Regions from separate parts of the Mus musculus genome. Here all the other regions are linked to region 1. Evidence: chromatin contacts called from public Hi-C data. All regions are on one chromosome and are shown on one strand. Each heading gives the region's core, a stretch centred on a gene start, on an enhancer-like site or on the middle of the called end of the contact. The rest is flanking DNA. Distances are from core to core; before and after follow the strand shown.

What was found. A called contact is a pair of places that touch in the nucleus more often than the background predicts.
Region 2: a contact with region 1 is called in a Hi-C map of liver, with 4 times the contacts expected there. The contact joins the enhancer-like site here to the promoter of Fam89a in region 1. A contact is called at or near these places in 2 of 39 promoter capture datasets (embryonic stem cells and hematopoietic stem and progenitor cells), 1 of 484 Hi-C or Micro-C datasets (liver) and 2 of 9 other capture datasets (adipose tissue and liver).
Region 3: a Hi-C map of epidermal suprabasal cells shows a contact between it and region 1, with 4 times the contacts expected there. The contact joins the enhancer-like site here to the promoter of Fam89a in region 1. A contact is called at or near these places in 8 of 39 promoter capture datasets (HPC-7-derived erythroid cells, cranial neural crest, embryonic stem cells and 4 more), 4 of 15 datasets of contacts at CTCF or cohesin (CD8 T cells, embryonic stem cells, large pre-B cells and 1 more), 33 of 484 Hi-C or Micro-C datasets (B cells, the Ba/F3 cell line, CD4 T cells and 18 more), 1 of 115 datasets of contacts at active chromatin or transcription factors (double positive thymocytes) and 4 of 9 other capture datasets (adipose tissue, embryonic stem cells, liver and 1 more).

The regions. Positions count from the first base shown.
Region 1 is chr8:124,749,851-124,754,098 of GRCm38.p6, reverse strand. It overlaps Fam89a (family with sequence similarity 89, member A), which reads left to right and starts at 2,233. Exons shown (of 2, transcript NM_001081120.2): 1 at 2,233-2,559. The coding sequence starts at 2,290.
Region 2 is chr8:124,587,738-124,591,985 of GRCm38.p6, reverse strand. It overlaps Capn9 (calpain 9), which reads right to left. Exons shown (of 20, transcript NM_023709.4): 2 at 2,884-2,953; 3 at 188-306. Among named protein-coding and RNA genes, the nearest start is that of Capn9, 14 kb to the right of the region's middle. Within about 2 kb of position 2,390, at least 12 of the 459 cell types and tissues checked have an H3K27ac peak or open chromatin away from gene starts, as enhancers often do. A contact at or near this core is called in adipose tissue and liver, where this site is marked.
Region 3 is chr8:124,615,519-124,619,766 of GRCm38.p6, reverse strand. Capn9 (calpain 9) reads right to left here. Exons shown (of 20, transcript NM_023709.4): 18 at 3,498-3,614; 19 at 2,276-2,334; 20 at 1,036-1,285. The coding sequence ends at 1,259. Among named protein-coding and RNA genes, the nearest start is that of Capn9, 42 kb to the right of the region's middle. Within about 2 kb of position 1,991, at least 110 of the 459 cell types and tissues checked have an H3K27ac peak or open chromatin away from gene starts, as enhancers often do. A contact at or near this core is called in the HL-1 cell line, adipose tissue, epidermal suprabasal cells and 4 more, where this site is marked.

The DNA.
Region 1 (4,248 bases), core at 984-3,483:
GAGACAGAAGGACCCCTGGAGCTTGCTGGCCAGTCAGTCCAGCTGATTGCTAAGCTCCAGGTGTACTGAGAGCTCTTGTCTCAGATGACCTTATTTTGACCCCTGGGATCCACACAGTGGCTTGCCTAAAAGCTGTCCTCTGACCCCTGCATGTGCACATACACAAAAATAAAATAACAAAATAAAATACAGCAGAAGACAACTGTCACTGGTATGCACACACACACACACACACACACACACACACAGCTTGATGGCATAGCTCAGTGGTGGAGGGCTGAGCTTTCCAGCAGATAAAAGCAGTATTTAGTCCCTGACATGGCTATGTATATAATAAATAAACAAAGCAGGCAAGCAACACTGACACTCCCCATGGGTGTCAAAATATTTGGTCAACTGTTGCATAATTGTGTCTGTTGATTCATGTAATCCTTATCAGAACTGAATAAATTCTGTGGAGATTTCTATCCATCTCAGGGTGTTATTTGCTGAATATATATATGTATACACACACACACCAAGGGCCCCAGACTGTTTTTAGCTGGTCCCATACTCTTTCCTTCAGCTTCTGTCTCCCTGACAAGGAGAGACTTTAAGGTGACTTCAGTGCCGATGTATTCAAATGCTTCCTGTTGCTCCGTCAGCTTACTTGACCTTTCTGCTAGGTCTTCTAGAGAGGCTGTGGTAAGGTGGCAGGTGATAAAGAGAATTCAGGCCAGGTTGTGAAAGGCAGGTCTGTTTCCTCCCCTCCCCTCCCTTCTTCCCTTCCTCCCACACAGACAATCTCAGACTCCCCAATTGCTTAACAGGTAGATGATGAAGGATGGCCTAGGGTTTGGGAAGGTGGCTGGATAATTACTGAAGGTGAGACACTGGATTACTGGGAAAATACTGGGCAGGTAGGTAGGTGGTCTCCTGGGTGCCCCTCGGATCTCACTGTCTGGCTGGATTCAACACTAACTTCTCAGATTGATTTTCGGGGTGGGTTCCACGCACAGCAGAAGAAAGCCCCCAAAGCAAGAGGGCACATTTATAGAAGGTATCTGAACTACCTGAAACATGTTCCTGCTGGATTAATTCAGAGTCATTCAGTCCCTTTATAGTTAGACTGAGTAGCCATTGGCATCGAAGTTCTTGATATTGACTCTAGGTTTCTCTGCTATTGGCCAGACTTCTGTTTCCTCATCTTGAATCTGAGCCGGTTACCTTTTGCTAAGGTTTGAGTCTTCCTGGAAGGGCGAATTCTCTCCCTGATCCATCTCTCTTCTCTTCAGGGTGTACTTTTACTCAGTTTTGCTGAAGTTGGTGAAGTCCCGAGATTCAACGTCTTTCTCTAACTCCCTGAGATTTCACTTAAAAAAATTCCACCTACTTATTTTAGTGTGTGCACACGCGCGTGTGTGCACATGTCATGAATGGAGCGTTTGAGTCACTACTTGCAGGAGACGGTTTTCTCTTTCCACCAGGTGGGGCAGAGTCCTTATTCCCTGTTTTAGATAGGGCTGAAAGACAAGTTGGTTCGTTTCTTTAAAAGAGTGAGCAAAGTGTGGCTGGCGCTCTCCTTGGCTGCTGAAGTTCGGGGAAAACCTTGACGCTCACAGAGGAGGCAAGCTAGGCCTCGTGAATGAGTACTGTGTGCGGTTCTGGCTGCTGCCAGCACCTGCGATCATCACGCCCACGCTAGGGCGCAGGCAGCACGGGGTGGGGTCGGTGCGGGGACTGGACCCCTTGGTAGATAAAAGTGGTTTCAGTGGCTGGTCAGAGTGAAGCCAGAGAGACCAAAATCATCCAGCCAGAAGCGTGGACAGGGAAGGGAGTAAGAGCCCATCTGGAGTGGAGGACGGAAGACCGCTGGGGCCAGGGGTGCAGAATGGCTGGTAGGATGGGCCTGAGGCTGGAGGTGAGGCTGAGAGAATAGCGGAGGTGACCAGCTGGAGGTGGGGTGCACAGGACTGGAGGTGGGACACAGTGAGGTGGAGACCCGCTGGTGGTGTGGCGAAAAAGGGAGGGGACTTGCACGTAGGGTTCACAGAGCTAAGACTTAAGGTGTCCCCGAGGGCTAGTCCGGAGCGCAGATGAGTGGAGGTCGAGATGGAGGCCAGGGGGCCCTGCAGGGCGTCGCCTCACTGCAGCAGCACAGAGCCGAGGAGAGGGGCGGGTCCCGAGAGGGGCGGAGACCAAAGGGCCGGGCAGCGGGCGGAACTCGGGCGGGCGGGAAGTGGGTGGGGACCCGTCGGGTTCCAGGGACCTAGGCTAAGCTGCGCGCGCGTGTGTCGGCGCCCCAACGAGATGAGCGGAACCGGGTCCGCCGGCATGGCCCGGGGGCTGCGCGTGGACGGGCTGCCACCGCTACCCAAAAGCCTGAGCGGGCTGCTGCACTCGGCGGCGGGAGGCGCGGCGGGTGGCTGGCGGCACCTGGAGCGGCTGTACGCTCAGAAGTCGCGCATCCAGGACGAGCTGAACCGAGGGGGCGCGGGCGGCGGCGGGGCGCGGGCGGCCGGGATGCGGACCAAGCCCCCCAACCTGGACGCCGCGCTGGCGCTGTTGCGCAAGGAGATGGTAAGGACTAGGCGCCGTGAGTCCCGTCGTGGGACACTCTCTTTTGGTCCCTGAAAGCCCGGACTCCCCTCTAGGGCTTCCCACGGCTTCACATCACCTCCGGCAGGGCAGCTTCAGATGCTGGGGTTCTCCCGGGCCAGGTCAGGGCGCGGCGAGGTTCGCCTGCCGGGTCTCAGGAGAACAGGCTTCCTGTGCGCCTGCGGGTCAGTGTGAACAACAGATGGGTGGCCGGGCCCCTCCCCGGCCGCCCTCCAGGAATCCGATTACCGGCGCGGAAGCGGTACTCGGCCGGGTGAAGTCCTTATGTCTGGTCACAAACAATGGGTTTAGTTTTTTTCTCCCTCCTGCGAAGTGGAGTAGGTGTTCCTGCACCAGGACGCACGATTCAGGGTGATGCCAGGGCAGAGATTTGGGCCGCAGGGAGCTCTTTCCCAGGTTGCTTCCTGTGGCTAGCCAGGTAGGGAAAGACCCACGCAACCCACCCATCCAAGTTCTTTCCCCTAGACTAAGATCTTCTACCCTGAGCCTAATACATCTAGCGAATTGCATTTGCTTAGATAAATCCATACTTAGTGTGTTTACAGCCTAATCATGAATGGCTGAGTGAAATAAAGAGACTGGCCCCCCAAGTGTTTGAGGTATTTTTTTTTTCTTGCATAAGACGCAAGGCGCATGGTGACTCTTGGTTGTGAAGCTCTGCTTTATAAACATGCTAGGGAGGCTTGGGAGCCCAGCTACATTCCCGAAGGTATTTCCCAGGTCCCTCCTGCTATGACTAAGGTACAGAACCTTATAATTATGCCTTGGGCGGTAGCTCCGGAGCTCAGCTATAGGAAATGAGCTGCTGTCACTCTGCCTGATAACAATGTTAAAGGTAGGGTTTGGCTACAGGCCCTGACAGGCCTTCTCAGAAAACCATCACGAGGCTCTTCCGTCTGTCTGGTAGCTAGCTGTTCAAGAGACTTACTGTCCTGGGGGAATGGTGAGGTTTCCGAGACAGTTCACATCTCGCTTAAAAATAGTCGTTCATTCCAGAGCCTTCTGCAGAATGTCTGTGTCGATCTATTTAATTTGAGGGCCAGAGGTCAAATCTGTGGTGGGGATATAATTCATGTCGGGACAGAATGTGACAAGTGCCAGAGAAAGGGACAAAGCACAGAAAGAGGGCGTGTCCCCCAATACAGTGGGGACTTCTCTATGGAGTCAGGGAGGTGGGAAGGCCGGAAGTGACCGGGAGAGAACTCTGAGATTGCTGAGCTGAGTGGTGCCCTGAGCCTCTCAGCCTCAGGCTTGACTGACAGGAACCAGAGGTTAGGAGGTGGCCCTGTAGCTGTGGGAAGCCTGCGGATCACCGGATCACCGGTCTCAGGAGCAGGAACTCTGGGATGTTCTATGAGTATAGGAGGCCTGGAAAATGCCCTAGGTGCACCTGGGAAACTCACAAGGATTGCTAATGGGTCCCCAAAGCTGATAAAGAAAGAAGTGAATCAAAGATGACCCAAGTTTTTTGTTTGATTGGTTACTGATGGAAAGTATTTAGTAACAAAACAAAAATCACAGTCCTAAGACTGGTCCTGTCACCCAGTGGCAGAGGCCTGCCTAGCATGCATGTGGCCTGTGTAAATTATATTTCTCATTGCTTTGACAAAAGCCATGCAAGGGAAGTCTTATTGACTCACAGTGCCAGCC
Region 2 (4,248 bases), core at 1,141-3,640, 160 kb after region 1:
ATATGCTTTCCTCTCCTATTGCTTGCTGCCTCTGGAAGTACTCCAGGAAGATACCCACATGGTGTGACACCATGCTCACATACCCTGTCACGTGGCTTTCAGGATTGTCAACAGCACAATGCTGTACACAGTATCTCCTGGGCCACCTCCCACCGCAAGCAAACACAAGGACTCAGGTTTCCCTTACCTGGAAATGAAATATCCCGGCATAGCCAGAACCAAATCCTTGGTCCTGGGGAACCACCCTGGTCAGTGCTTTCTGATTGAGGGTTAGGGAGGCAATGGCCGCCAGGAGCCAGCAGTCTCCTGCAGAGCGAAGGTCACATAAGTATCACACTGATTCCCAGAAGTCAAGAAAAAGCAATACCAGAGACCTCTCTGTGATAGAGTGATAGCAAATACCTCTGTCCCCTCTGCCTGTTCAGCCTGCTCTTCTTCCTGCTCTCTATATGGCTGCCTCCTGGATACTGTGGCAATATTGGCTGACTGGTTTCAGACACAGGGATCCCTGCCTCTCATCTTCATAAGGTCTCAGAGGACCAGGAATATGTGATGTGTCATAGTAGTTCTATGGCAGTGGGTGGAGAGAGGGTCTTGGAAACAACCCAGTGGTGCCTGTTGCAATTCTGGGCGACTGCCTCTCTAGACCAGGCTTGGTTCAGCTATGAGCAGCAGCAGCCCCAAGGAAACCCCTTTGCTTTACTCCTCCTTCTTCTTTTCCTTCTTCCTTCCTGCTTCCTTCTTCCCTTCCTCCCTCCCTCCCTTCATTCTTTTCCCCTGTTTTTTTGTGACAGGGTCTCATTCAATAGACCAACTGGCCTGGACCTTAGCTGCCTGTAGCTTGGACTGGCCTTGGACTGGTAACAGACCTCTATCTGCCCATCACCCACCCATCCAACATTCATCTATCACCCATCCATCCGTGTATCTTTGTACATCATCTGCCCATCTATCACTCATTCATCTGCCTATCCATCTGTACTGGCTGGTTTTTTTGTGTCAACTTGACACAGGCTGGAGTTAGCACAGAGAAAGGAGCCTCCCTTGAGGAAATGCCTCCATGGATCTAGCTGTAAGGCATTTTCTCAATTAGTGATCAAGGGTGGGAGGGCCCAGCCCATTGTGGGTGGTGCCATCCTTGGGCTGGTAGTCTTGGGTTCTATAAGAAAGCAAGTTGAGCAAGCCAGGGGAAGCAAGCCAGTAAGTAACATCCCTTCATGGTCTCTGCATCAGCTCCTGCTTCCTGACCTGCTTGAGTTCCAGGCCTGACTTCCTTTAGTGATGAACAGCAGTGTGGAAGTATAAGCTGAATAAACCCTTTCCTCCCCAACTTGCCTCTCGGTCATGATTTATTTTTGTGCAGGAATAAAAACCTTAACTAAGACAGTCATCACTAATCTACCCATGCATCATCCACCCATCCACATTCTTTTATCCACCCATCGGCCATCCACATACCACTTATGTATCAATTGTACTATCTACCACTTGTCAACCATATATCATATCTGTCTATTTAGGATGATCTACTGACTTTTTATGGTCTATCTATCAATCTATCTTTTTATTATCTATCTGTATTATCAATCATATATCTATTATTTACCATCAATCACCATTTATCATCCAATTATCTATTTATTATATATGATCTGTCTTTTATAATCTCTCAATATATTTTGTCTTCAATTTACCTGTCTTCTATCATCTATATATTATCTATCTATTGACTATTCTGTCTTCAATATATCATCTGCATATCTTCTTTTCTCTCTTCCTTCCTTCTCTTCTCTTCTCTTCTCTTCTCTTCTTTTCTTTTCTTTTCTTTTCTTTCCTTCTCAATCTAGTTAACTGTCACCAGTTTGGGAAGCTGGCTTTGGGATTCTATGTGAAGACACCTCAGGCTCTCATTGAGATTCCAGATGATCTGTTCTAACCACAGTGACCACAGTGTTAGCCTGCGCTCTGGGTAGCTCAGTCTACACAATATACTTCCTTCTTTAGCACATTCCACAATGTATTTGTCTTTTGCAGAGTCAGTAAGAGTAAGCTTTGCCCAGGTTTTTTTTTTTAATTAAAATTTGTTCATATTATTTATATGAGGACACTGTTGCTGTCTTCAGACACACAAGAGGGCATTGGATTCCATTATAGATGGTTGTGAGCCACCATGTGGTTGCTGGGAAGTGAACTTAGGTCCTCTGGAAGAACAGTCAGTGCTCTTAACAGCTGAGCATCTCTCCAGACCCAAACTTTGCCTAGTTTTACTCTAATTCCTGATGCTGCTGTGAGGTCCACCAGGGTTCCTGTAGGAGGAACACTGTGAGCATGGAAACTCCTGGGGTGTGCTGGCAGGAGGCATGGACTCTGAGGCCAACATGGTTTTGCAATCTGACTGTCGATCTGTCACTCGTGACCTTGGACACACTGCTTGCTTCCCTTGCCTCGGTCCCTCATATACAACGTTGGGAAGGTGGCTGGAAAAAGGAGCAGAAGTGTGTAATCTTAGGGAGAGGACATGGCAGGGAACAGGCTCACAGTGTAGGTGGCACTGAGCTATAAAACCATGAGCCACCATTGGGGAGCCAAAGGGTCGGGAGCCTCTGAATCAGGTGTTGCTTTTAGGGAAGGCTCAGCTCTCTGGGAACTTCTAGATAGGCCCAGAGCCCAAACACAATGTTAGCAGAAAATGAGGAGTGCCCCAGGGTAGAGAAGCCTCTGTCCTCCATGCAGGGAAGGCACCTGCACACTAGGGAGGGGGAGGGCCAGGTGGTGGCCTTGTTCTACCCAGCCCTGTGTCCTGATCCTCAGTGGCCTGTGTGGCTCTGGCTCTGGGGGCCACTCAGGTGTGACCCATGGGCATCCCCTCTCCTCTCTACTTACCCAGCTCCCCTTGGCAAATGTCGGTCCTGGTGGCCCCTCCAAGAATGAATTCTGGTTTTTCCACAATTTCCTGGAAGATTGAGAGCATCTTAAGGGAAGGCCCAAAGCAGCCACAGCCCTGCCCAAGGGAGACAGGCAGCCCCACCCCCAGGGAGACAGAGTCTAGTGCACTTGATTTCTCCTGCAGCAGGCCAGGAGGAGGCAAAAGCTGCCAGGGGCTTATGCTATGAGTTTCTGAGTTTCCTGGGCTCAGCTTAGTCCGTCCATAGCTCAGCCCAGGGGAGAGCCCGACCCCACTCCCTTCCTCTATAGAAACTCACACCATAGCTAATGAGGAACTGGGATGTCAGTCAAGTATAAAGTCAGGCACAGGCAGGTTCCAGTCAGCCCTTTACCATGAGAACTGCCAGCTTTGGGTCTTCAAGCTCTTTACCACCTAAGGAGCATGTGATCCGGCACCTCAGGCAGGATCTCCATGCCCCACCCGGCTGCTCCCTTTTTCCCAGCAGATCTTCTATATCCTTATCCCATCTAGAGGGCTGTCTTCATATCACTCAGAATCTTACCCACATGTACTATGTACACTTTATTACACATTACTATTAGGTATTTTATGTAATACTCTATAATTTGTGTGTATAACTATAAACATGTAGAAACTTAACATGTTTCTATATAAAATGTTAAAAAGTAAAAGCAACTATGTAAAACATGTGGGTTTTGGGAGACAGGGTCTCACTATGTAGCTTTAGCTGTCCCGGAACTTGCTATGTGGATCCGGCTGGCCTCAAACTCATAGAATCTTCCTACCTCTGCCATTCATGTGCCAGAATTAAGGGCATGTCCTACCACCTCTCTAAAATGTGTATATGTAGTGGGTTGGCCCGATGCTGATTGTATTCTAATGTTAATATTGGGCCTCAAGGCTGGCTGCCCAAGAAACAAGCAGAGAGTCTGCACTGAGGCCACATGACCCTGTCCCCAAGTTATTTTGATTGGTAAATAAAGATGCCAACAGCCAATAGTTGGGCAGAAGAGACATAGGTGGGGTTTAGGGTTAGAGGGCTTGTGGTCAGAGAGGAGCCATGAGGAGGAAGAGTGCAGGAGGAGGAAGAAGCAGCCATAGGTTAGGAGTCAAGAGAACATGGTCCTGAGGGCTGGCCAATGGCACTAAGAGCAGCCCAGATGAAACATAGCAAGTAATAACTTGGGGTTATCGATAGGAAAGTAGACTCTAATAGTATAGAGGGTAGATATCTGTCCAGCTCTTGTGCTGTTTAAGGCTTATTGTAAATATAAAGGTTGTATGTGTCTTTCACCCAGGAACTTAAATAGCAAAGGCAGGGTAGAAACCTCAGGTTGGGA
Region 3 (4,248 bases), core at 742-3,241, 130 kb after region 1:
CACCTCCTGAGGTCCAGGAGACCCTGTGCAAAAATAAAACACATGGGGCTGGAGAGATGGCTCAGCGGTTAAGAGCACCGATTGCTCTTCCAGAGGTCCTGAGTTCAACTCCCAGCAACCACATGGTGGCTCACAACCATCTGTAATGGGATCCGATGCCTTCTTCTGGTGTGCCTGAAGACAGCTACAGTGTCCTCATATATGTAAAATAAATAAATCTTTAAAAAATAAATAAAACACACACACACCAAAAAACCAAACAAACAGAACCCCAAGGTGGAGCGGCTGGAGAGATGGCTCGGCAGGTAAGAACAGAGCCCATACTGTTCTTGCGGAGAGTCTGAGTTCAGTTTTTAGCACATGTCACACAGCTCACAAGAGCTACAGGGATCTGACATTCTCTTCTGACTTCTGAGAGAAACCATATTCACGTGCACCTACACACGGTTAAACATGTATGCAAGCGGTTCAAAATATAATAATTAAAATATATTTAAGGGGGCTGGAGAGATGGCTCAGCGGATAAGAGCACTGACTGCTCTTCCAAAGGTCCTGAGTTCAAATCCCAGCAACCACATGGTGGCTCACAACCATCCATAACAAACAAACAAACAAAAAAAATATATATTTAAAAAGCAAGGTGGATAGTACCTGAGGAATGGATACCTGTGGTTGTCCTCCAACACACACACACACACACACACACACACACACACACACACACACAGTACTGCCATCAGTCTCCCCAAGTAGTACATCAGAATAATTTCCACGTTACCCCATAACACTTTAGACCCTCAGCATCATCAGGCTCTGCTCTCTCATTCTGAGATAAACATTTTCACTAACCTCCCCTTGAATAAAGAAAATAAAGAAAAGCATCATGTGTGTGTGTCTTAATAGCATGATTGGAGCCAGGACTCTGGGTACTGGAACATTGAATGACCAGTTGGGGGGGGGGGCGCGGGGGAGGTGCGGGGGCGGGAGGAGCACACAGCAACCCCAGGCCTGAGCACACAGACACAGATGGTACCGTAGGTTCTTGTAGAGCAATGATTTTATAAGAAGTTCCACAGAATCAGAGAACTCAGCCAATCCCTTTAGATTCTTCTAACTCACTATGGAGAGGGGAGGAGGGTGGTGTGAGGCCGGGAGGAGAGAGAGCAGTGGGCGGGGCAGCCCTCTAAAAAAAAGTTTCGAGGTTCATGATCCAGAAGCTGAGTATCAGAGGGGCAGACGGCATCGGGTCAGAGCAACCTCAGATGTTCATGGTCAGGCTGATGAACTGGAAGTAAAGAGAGATGAGGCTTTAGAAATCCAGCCTAGCAACTGAGGAGTGGCTTCTGTTTGTATTATGTCGCAAGAACTCTTGCTGGTCGGTCATCTTGCACAAATTTGGCCTTCTGACTCAACATGAAACCATTTATTTAAAATTTAAATTAAAACAGATTGCTGGGTGTGTCGCATGTATAATTATTTTATGTATGCATGCATACGTGTATGTGGGTGCAGACCAGGCATTTCTCTCCCCATCTTCTATTTCGAGAAAAAGTCTCTCACTGAACCTGTAGGTACTAATTGTCCATGACCACACTGGCTGGCCAGTGAGCTTCAGAGATCCACCTGCCTCAGCCCCCACACAGCGCTGGAATTGCAGATACATGCCGCCAGACTTGGCTTTTTACACGGGTCGTAGGGTTCAAACGTGGGCCCTTCTGCTTGTGCCCATCTCCCCAGTCAGATAAACCTTGAAAAAGGCTAAGTGCACTTTCAGTAGAGGGCGGATAGGACAAAGGGATAAGATGTGTTTTGTTCCTGTTGAAGGGGAAGCCTCACAGAGACATCTTGGGCAGGGTAGTGTGAGTTTGGTGACCCACCTTTCCAGAGAAAGATGGCCCTCTACCATAGTGGAGCTGAAGGGAAGGGAGGCAGGGTGGTAGCTCAGGCTCCTTGTGAGCAAGCGAGCTGCCAGGCTGCGGAAGCAGCTGGAAGCTTCTCATTTCTCCCTTCCTCTCACCAGGCTTGCTCGTGTTTATGTGGAACGTTGTTTACTCCACACCCTCTTTCTTGGGGCTCACATGAGCAGACACTAGGGCAATGAAGACACCCACAGCTCACAGGATTATAGCGCTAATTATGCTGACTGCCAAAAGGACAAACACCGGCCTCTGCACTGAGTAATTGCCCACGGCGAGTGCTCGCTCGTCCTGCCTGGGGGATCCACTTAGCGTGTTCATACTCTGCTGCGCCCTGGCCGGGGTCTGCTTGGCCATACCTCGTTTATGTTGAGATGGATGAAGTCCTTGTTCTTCACACTGAGAGATTGGAACACCCCTGTTGGGAGGGAGGCAGCGTCACAGTAGAGCCAGACCCCTGGGCAGGTTTAAGGGCTCCTGGACCACTGGGAAATCTGTGGGTAGCTGCTCCCTCTAGTGGAGATCAGATTCCCTGCATGGTGGGGTGGAGACGATCGAAAGGATTCAATTCCTAGCCAGGGTGATCTGAGAAGGGACTGTCTAATTTGAACCTCAGATTCCTACCTCCAGAAGAGATACAGCCAAACCTTGATTAGCAAGGTGGAGGAGGGGCTTTCCCAGAGCGAGAGCGAGAGCGAGAGCGAGAGCGAGAGCGAGAGCGAGAGAGAGAGAGAGAGAGAGAGAGAGAGAGAGAGAGAAAGAGAGAATATGAATGTAGCATGGACCTGCTTGGATGCTAAGTGCCCCAAGCAATAGTGACAACATCCTGTCATCCCACTGGGGACACTTCACTATGAACTGGGCATTCCATGGCTGTGCAGGTGTGTAAAATTTCTAGGTGTGTACTGGGCATCCCATGGCTGTGCAGGTGTGTAAAATGCATGTGCATTATAAAACCACAAGATACTGGGACATGTTCGTTTGCAGCTGAAGGGACAATGGATGGCTGAGCTGCCCTGGATGCATTTGGCCACCCTTGGGGGCTATTTTGGGAGAGAGTGTGTCCATGAATCTCCTGTGTAGAGCACCTGCACACAAGCCTTCCATCTTTCCTGTACAGCAGACCCTGCTTAAACGACTGGGTCTGTGTCTGGGGCTTTCAGGGGAGAACAAGCGAGGGGCAGAGACTTCTCATTTTGGGTTTTGTGAGGGGACTTGACTTTTCCTCAGTAGGAGGTGTGAAACCTGTCCACTCACAGCCCTTCACAGCCTGTAGGTGTGTAACCACAGGACCTTATTCTGTCTCTCAGCTGACCACAGGGCATAGTGTCTGCACAGACATCCACGGTGGCCCTCCATGTCCTAGATCTGCCTTTTTCCCCCCAGGTTGTTTCTTATGTATTCATAGATGGTGACTGGAGACCCTGAGCTGGGCACTCTGTGCTCCCAAGGGTCCAAGGACTCTCTTGGCTCCCTGTACACTCAGGGCTCCCTTGTACACTCAGGACTCACATGCACACTCAGGGCTCCCCTGCACACTCTCAGCTCGCCTGTACACTCAGGGGTCCCATGCGTACTCACGGCTTGCATTCTCCAGCCGCACCAGGCAGTTGAGGTAGTCATCGAAATCCAGCTGGAGGTCCTCATCTGCATACCTGAGGACAATCAGCTGCAGGAGATGGCCACCCAGCTGAAAGCCTGAGGAGACACAGGAGACTCAGGACTTGCCTTGGATGACCCCATGGTGAGCAGACATCTCCGGGACCTCCAGAGGCACAGAAGTGAATTATTCAGTGTGCAACGCCTGTGTGCACGTGTTCATGTGGATGTCCATGTGCAAAAGTGTGGGTGGAGGCCAAAGGACAAAAGCAGCTATCATTCCTTGGGGTCACCCCCCTCTCCCCGCCTTACTGGTCTGGAACTTGCCAAGTAGGCTAGGCTAGCTGGCTAGCAAACTTCAGAAACCCTGCTGTCTCTGCCTCTCCAATGCTGGGATTACAAGTCCAGGCTAACATGCCTTACTTACATGGGTTCTGGGATTGAACCCATATCCTTGGGCTAGTGTGATCATCTCCTCAGCCCACTGGTATTTCTTAAGATCCTTAAGGTTGGTAGGTGTGGAGGGTAGGAATAACCTCTTGGAGACAGGAGGGAGGAGAAACCGTAGGAGAGTGAACCAGGAAGGGGGGGTAATGACTGGACTGTAACTAATAAAAGTAAATTAAAAAGAAAAGATCGTTAAGATTCAAGGTATTGGAGATATCTCCTAAGGGACTGACACCCTCAGTGAGGGGTGCTGTGTAGGGGCTCATTCCTCACATCATGCTGGAGC